Linked DNA regions of Mus musculus: region 1 is linked to region 2. A link is a contact called in public Hi-C data. All regions are on one chromosome and are shown on one strand. Each heading gives the region's core, a stretch centred on a gene start, on an enhancer-like site or on the middle of the called end of the contact. The rest is flanking DNA. Distances are from core to core; before and after follow the strand shown. Region 1 overlaps L2hgdh (L-2-hydroxyglutarate dehydrogenase). Region 2 holds the start of Dnaaf2 (dynein, axonemal assembly factor 2).

The links. A called contact is a pair of places that touch in the nucleus more often than the background predicts.
Region 1: a Hi-C map of embryonic stem cells shows a contact between it and region 2, with 4 times the contacts expected there. The contact joins the enhancer-like site here to the promoter of Dnaaf2 in region 2. A contact is called at or near these places in 9 of 39 promoter capture datasets (the 3T3-L1 cell line, 3T3-L1-derived adipocytes, the C10 cell line and 4 more), 3 of 15 datasets of contacts at CTCF or cohesin (the NIH/3T3 cell line, large pre-B cells and pro-B cells), 57 of 484 Hi-C or Micro-C datasets (B cells, the Ba/F3 cell line, the C10 cell line and 32 more), 14 of 115 datasets of contacts at active chromatin or transcription factors (the 230-238 cell line, the HPC-7 cell line, T-cell acute lymphoblastic leukemia and 7 more) and 4 of 9 other capture datasets (adipose tissue, embryonic stem cells, liver and 1 more).

What each region holds. Positions count from the first base shown.
Region 1 is chr12:69,700,196-69,703,574 of GRCm38.p6, reverse strand. L2hgdh (L-2-hydroxyglutarate dehydrogenase) reads left to right here. Exons shown (of 10, transcript NM_145443.2): 7 at 1,205-1,372; 8 at 2,134-2,291. Among named protein-coding and RNA genes, the nearest start is that of Sos2, 20 kb to the right of the region's middle. Within about 2 kb of position 2,049, at least 7 of the 459 cell types and tissues checked have an H3K27ac peak or open chromatin away from gene starts, as enhancers often do. A contact at or near this core is called in embryonic stem cells, where this site is marked.
Region 2 is chr12:69,196,373-69,199,770 of GRCm38.p6, reverse strand. It overlaps Dnaaf2 (dynein, axonemal assembly factor 2), which reads left to right and starts at 1,342. Exons shown (of 3, transcript NM_027269.4): 1 at 1,342-3,279. The coding sequence starts at 1,486. It overlaps 9330151L19Rik (RIKEN cDNA 9330151L19 gene), which reads right to left and starts at 2,560. Exons shown (of 2, transcript NR_033222.1): 1 at 2,156-2,560; 2 at 1-2,043.

The DNA.
Region 1 (3,379 bases), core at 800-3,299, 500 kb before region 2:
TCATAACGATCCACCTGCCCCTGCTTCTCAAGTGCTGGGATTAAAGGTGCACGCATGCCTCTACTGCCCAGTTGAAATCGGATCCCTTACTTTCTGGCCGTTGAGTTCTTGAGTTCCTTTTATGTATTCGGGATTGACCCTTGTCGGGTGGATGGCTTGCTCTAGCTTTGCCTTTGCTGTGCAGGAACCTTGAGTCTGGTGTAGTCCACTTGTTCGTTTTTGCTTCTTTTACTCGTGTCTGTGGTGACCCTTCTACAAAAACCGTCACCAGTGCCAGTACCAGGGAGCACCTTCCATATTCTGTAGTCACAGGTTTTACATTTAAATCTTGACTCCATTTCAAAAAATTTCTTTGATTGTCTGAGATAAGATCTTGCTTGCTAAGTGGCCCTAACTGGTCTGGGGTTTGGGGTGTGTTGTAATTCAAGCTGGCCTTGAACTCCCTTCTGTTTCAGCCACTCAAGTTCTGGTATTGTAGGGATTTACCACTATGTGTAGCTTCAAATTCATTTTTGTACGTTTTATAAAAGAGGGTCCAGTTTTGCTGATAGTTACATTGAATTTGCTCTTTCAGAAAAAAAAAATATGTATTTATCCTTATTTTTTAGCATCTGTTTTCTCCCCTTTGACCTATTTATTCCTTTATACAAGCATATGTGCGTGTGCATGTGTGTGTGGGTAGCCTAGGTTAGCCAGGGCTATACAGTAAGAATGCCTGCCACCCCCAGTCCCTGGAAAAGTATCTCAGCATATATGGACTATATAATGGGATTCAGTGTGTTGTTTCCATACGTGCATATAGTTTGTTGATTAAACCCAAACTTCCTTTACCCATCTTCTATATTGCAACCTCTGTTAATTCCTCATTCAGTTGTAGTGTTTTGGGTTTTTCTTTTTTTTTTTTTTTTTTTTGGTGGTGCACACACACACTTTATTTATTTATTTATTACATGTAAGTACACTGTAGCTGTCTTCAGACGCACCAGAAGAGGGCATCAGATCTCATTATGGGTGGTTGTGAGCCACCATGTGGTTGCTGGGATTTGAACTTCAGACCTTCGGAAGAGCAGTCAGGTACTCTTACCCACTTAGCCATCTCACCAGCCCCCGTGTTTTGGGTTTTAAGGTTTCACCCACAGACAAGGGCTGCCACATTTTCTTTCTCATGTTTAGAAACTAACCATGCGTCTTTATTTTGTTCCAGGGAAAGGAGATTCGGTGTCGATATGTTGTCACATGTGCTGGTCTTTACTCTGACCGTATTTCAGAGTTGAGTGGCTGCAATCCTGACCCTCAAATTGTCCCATTCCGGGGAGATTACCTGGTCTTAAAGCCAGAAAAGGGCTACCTTGTAAAAGGAAATATTTATCCGGTAAGTAATGATCCTTCTGTCTTCTCACTATCAAGTTAGTCGGAGCCACAAAGGAAATGAAAATAAAAAATGTTTACCTGCTTTAGAAAGGGTTTCAGGGCTGTGTGCGTCATAATATCATCTGCCTGCTGTGGGTCTGTTCCCAAAGCCGCCTTCTGCTCTGTGGGTCACATGTCTCTGAAAGCACGAGTACACCCTGGAGTACAAGAACCAGCTCCTCCCTCCCCTGTGGGAGAGCAGCAGGAATACTGATGCCTTCAGTGCACTGGGAACAGGGGGCTATGGCTGCTCCAGTTCCAGGAGGTAAAAGTTGGGGGTGTGTATATGGAGCGCGCGCTCTCCTGCCTGCGGTTACCCTGCTGATGAGCCAGTCCCTGGGAGAATGGGAGGCTCCACTGGTGACTGACTTGTCTGCTGCTGCTCACTTCCCCGAGGCCTAGGCTGGAGATGTGTACATTTCTTCCCGGCAGCCATGAATTGCCTGCCAGTCACAGACCTCTCTTATAGGAGAAAGAGCCAAGATTATGACAGTTCATCTTTTCTCCCTTTCCCAGAAAGATGGATAAGTGGAACAATATATATTAATGTCACTAGCATTTAAAAACAGGATGTGTGTTAATAGAGAATCCTCCCTGAATACAGCTCGTGACGCGTTCAAATGTGTGGGAGGAGCTCTCTTACGTCACCAGTTAGATGCTTGTGTGCGCAGTACACGGGAACGTGAACTGTGCTAACCGTTCATCGTTGTGTTGAGTCTGCAGGTCCCAGACAGCCGGTTTCCTTTCCTTGGAGTTCACTTTACGCCCAGGTTGGATGGCACTATTTGGCTAGGGCCTAATGCAGTGCTTGCCTTTAAACGGGAAGGTTACAGACCCTTTGACTTCGATGCCAGAGATGTTATGGAAGTAATTCTCAAAAGGTAATAATGTCTGTCACCTTTAAGAAGATTTTATGTACTTGGTTTTTTTTTTAACTCCAGAAGTTTTTGATATTCTGATAGACTAAACCTTCATTTATGTGACTGTTATTGTTTATTATTCCCAATTAAGATCTTTCTGTAATAAGCATAAACTTGATTATTTGGTTTTGATGCTAAGGATTGAAGGCAGAACCTTGTACATACCAGCAAGAGGGTTTTTCCAAGTGTAATGCTTTACTGCCTCACAAAAGATTTTGATGAACCAGGGTAATAACGTCTTAGCTAAAAGGAAAGTAAGGCCAAAGTCATTCATAAATAAAAGTAGTTTCTTGTCCTAGGCAGTGGAGGCACACACCTTTAATCCCAGCACTTGGGAGGCAGAGGCAGACAGATTTCTGAGTTCAAGGCCAGCCTGGTCTACAAAGTGAGTTCCAGGACAGTCAGGGTTACACAGAGAAACCCTGTATCAAAAAACAAAAATAAAATAAAATAAAATCTGGTAGTTCATATCTTAAATGTTACTAAAAGACCAGAAACAACTTTGAAAAGACCATTTCAAGCTAGTCACCATTGTTTTGTAAGCTGTTAGATAAAATTTACTAATGAAATGGCACATACACTTGTGTGTGTGTGTGTGTGTGTGTGTGTGTGTGTGTGTGTATCTAAGGTTGATACCATATAGACTTATGACACTGTTCTAAGAAATAGCCTTATATTTGGGTTTTCCTGTGTGCATGCACATGTGTGTGGGTGTGCCACATGCATGTGTATGTGTAGGCCATAGTTTGATGTCAAGTGTGTTGTGCTTTATAAATGGCGGTATAATGCAGTGGGAGGGAGCATCTCAGTGGGCCTGGCCAGGGTGCTGCCCTGAGGAGTCACTGCCATACCATAGTTCAGTACAAAGGGAAGGTTATTGGAGGAAGGGAAAGGGCCTGGTTAAAAGGGGGTGGGGGGAGACAGAGACAGGAAGAGTGGGGTTTGGCTTGTACCTGGCAGGTTGGGCAAGGCCTAGGGGAGTTGCCAACCAGGTGAGGCCTAGGGGAGTTGCCAACCAGGTGTCTTCCTCAGTCATTATCCTCCTTATT
Region 2 (3,398 bases), core at 93-2,592:
ATGAGCAGCACTGGCAAGTCCATGAATAGGGAAGCTGACAGAGGAAGGGCAAAGAAAGTAAAGAACAAGAATTTGGAATGCTGAAAATGAAAGAGGAAGGGAAGTCACGCCATTTCAGGCCTCTGGGGCTTAAGCAGTTATTACTCAAATGGAGACATCTGATGGACAGTTGATGAGTCTATAAGCTTAGAATGTGAAACAGAAGTTGGTTATTTGAGTTTTATTTACTTACTTGTTTTGGGTTTTCAAGACAGCGTTTCTCTGGATTCCTTGGCTTTTCTGGAACTTGCTCTGCAGACCAGGCTGGCCTTGAACTCAGAGTCACCATGGTAGTTGAGTACATATATTTAGCATGTGAAAGAGATGGCATAACGGAGATGAGGTGTCATCCCAATCTTGGGACAGTCTACTTAAAATGTAACAGAGGAAGGCCTGCAGATTGGTGGAAAGAATGCTTGTCTCAGGTGTGAGGCCCTGGGTGTGGTTCTGTGGACATTCCCTCCCACAAAAGGAGGAGGCATAAGAGAGAAGCCTGGGAAAGGTCTTGTGATTGCAGTAATGCCAGTATAAACTGCTAAATGCTGCACTTGTAAAACAGGTCTGGGACTGCCCAGCAATCAATAAGTAACCATACCCTAGACCTGGGTGTGTGGCTCAGTGGTACAGCTCAGGCCACAGGTGGGAAGTCCTGGATCCCACACCTAGCCCTGTAACAAAACCAAGTTTCTATAGTCTGGCACAGTAAAGTTCCATTATGTAACTACTACATCTGCTGCATTGGTTCCTAGTGGAGCATTGTTAAGAGACTACAGAGTCAATCTAAGGATATCTAGTTTAAAAAAAAAGCGCAGTTATAAATTCTATTCTCAACCCAAGGAAATTGATCAGGACAAACTGTAATTTTGCTAAGTGATTTGAGAGCTTGCATTTACATTATAAAAAGCGAACACCTTTCTGATGCTTATTAATCTCTGGGATTTGTTTTGTCATCTTTTGCCCCCAAGGGTTTCTGGGAGACAACTATAAGGTGGAATACCTGAAAATGGTAAGGGTTTACTAACGTTGGTTCCACAAAGTAAAGAGAGTCAGATAAAGTTAGGTTTGTGAATTAGCTAGTAAACTTCTCTCTTGTTGGTGAAATTAAACAGTTAATAAGATAAAGACACAGCGCTGAAGATGAGGACAGTTACCACAATAGACTGCAAAGTACACGTATCCTGACACAGTAATTTAAAACCTGTAGCAGGTAGTGTCTGCTTGGTTTGAAGTAACAGTGGAGCCTATTTCTAGCATTTCTACCAGATCGCTGCCCCTCCTCCCAGGCGTTACTATGGCAACAAAGCACGCGCTGCCCGGCCTTGACAATCCAGCCGTTACCTTCTTGGACTGGTCAGTTCTCCATGAGCCAGACTCTGAAGCGCATCCTAGACACTCAATTCACCCTGATCCTTCACTGGGTCTGGGCATTGGGCCGTGTGGGTCACCATGGCCAAGGCGGCGGCCTCCTCAGCGCTGGAGGACTTGGATCTGAGCAGAGAGGAGGTGCAGCGGTTCACCTCCGCCTTTCAGGACCCAGAGTTCCGCCGAATGTTCTCCGAGTACGCCGCGGAGATCACGGACCCCGAGAACCGGAGGCGCTACGAGGAGGAGATCACAGCCCTGGAGCGGGAGCGTGGGGTGGATGTGCGGTTCGTGCACCCTGAGCCGGGCCATGTGCTGCGTACCAGCCTGGACGGGGAGCACCGCTGCTACGTGAACGTGTGCAGCAACTCACTGGTAGGCGTACCTAGCAGCCGGCCCGGCCCGGGGCGCGGCGGCACGGCAGCTGGCAGCCACTGGTCCCTGCCCTATAGCCTGGCTCCCGGCCGCCAGTATGCCGGCCGCAACGGCGCCCGCTACACCGTCTACGACGTGGTCTTCCACCCCGAAGCGCTGGCGCTGGCCCGGAGCCACGAGCGCTTCCGCGAAATGCTGGACGCCACGGCCCTGGAGGCGGTGGAGCAGCAGTTCGGCGTCAGGCTGGACCGCAGGAACGCCAAGACCCTGAAGATCAAGTACAAGGGGATGCCCGAGGCCGCAGTGCTCCGCACGCCCCTACCCGGGGGCGTCCCGGCCCAGCCCGAGGGGGAGCCACCAGGGCTTTTCCCGGACCCACCATATCCATACCGCTACCCCGCGGCAGCGGCGGCGAACACTGCCCGCTCGCCCGCGTCCCCCGCTCCCGAGGCCGTGCAGCGCCCAGAGCCCACGGAGCCGCGCTGCTCCGTGGTGCAGCGCCACCACGTAGACCTCCAGGATTACCGCTGCTCGCGCGACGCGGCCCCGAGCACCGTGCCGCACGAGCTGGTGGTCACCATCGAGCTGCCGCTGCTGCGCTCGGTCGAGCGGGCGGAGCTGGAGGTGAAGGGGAAGCTGCTGTGCCTGGACTCGAGAAACCCCGACTACCGGCTGCGGCTCTCGCTGCCGTACCCGGTGGACGACGGCCGCGGCAAGGCACAGTACAACAAGGCGCGGCGGCAGCTGGTGGTCACGCTGCCGGTGGCGCTGGCCGACGCGCGCCAGGAACCCCCGGCCGCGACACCGGAAGAGCCCGCGGAGGAGACCGGAACTGACGACGTAGCCCGCACTTCCGCGGGCGATTTTGCAGCGGCGCGGGAAGAGTCTGCAGATGGAACCGGAGCTGACCACGGGGAGAAGAGCGGTGTGGGAGCCCCAGACCCCGGGGCTGCACACGCTGAAGGGGAGCTCGTTCCCGAACCGGAGCAGGACTTCGGAGGGGACTCGGTGGCACCTCTAGACCTCGGGAAAGGGACTTCTCCTGGGGACCGAAGCCTCCCTTACTCTGCTTTCCCGGGCGGCGACACCGAATCCCTGTGCGGAGACCCCGGTGTCCAGACGAATGAGGAGCAGGAGAGGACCCGCCACGACACCGCGGGCTCAGCCATGGGTGACCCCGGAACCGAGAGCATCGCACCCGTGTGCCCTCCTTTACAGTGTAATCAGGACGAAGACTCCTTGACTTTGCTCATCCAAGTGCCTGGGATTCTGCCACAAACTCTTCACGGACATCTAAGCCCCGTCGGTTACGAATTGTGCTTCTCTACACAAGACTCGGGTTATTCCTGCACTTTGCAGTTTGCTCCAGAGAATAAGTTGAGTACCAGAGAACCCGAGACTAGCGTTTCTTTAAATAATGCAGTCATAGTACTGGCAAAATCTCCAGAGAGCCACGGACTTTGGCGAGAGTGGTATTGTGGCTTGAACAAGGAGTCTTTGGAGGTAACCGTTCTCACTATTTGAAATACTCTATCTTACTTTAAACATTTTTTGTTACAGGCACATAAACAAATATTTTCTATCTATTCATACGATGACAGTGCAGGCTAAGCTCATTCTCA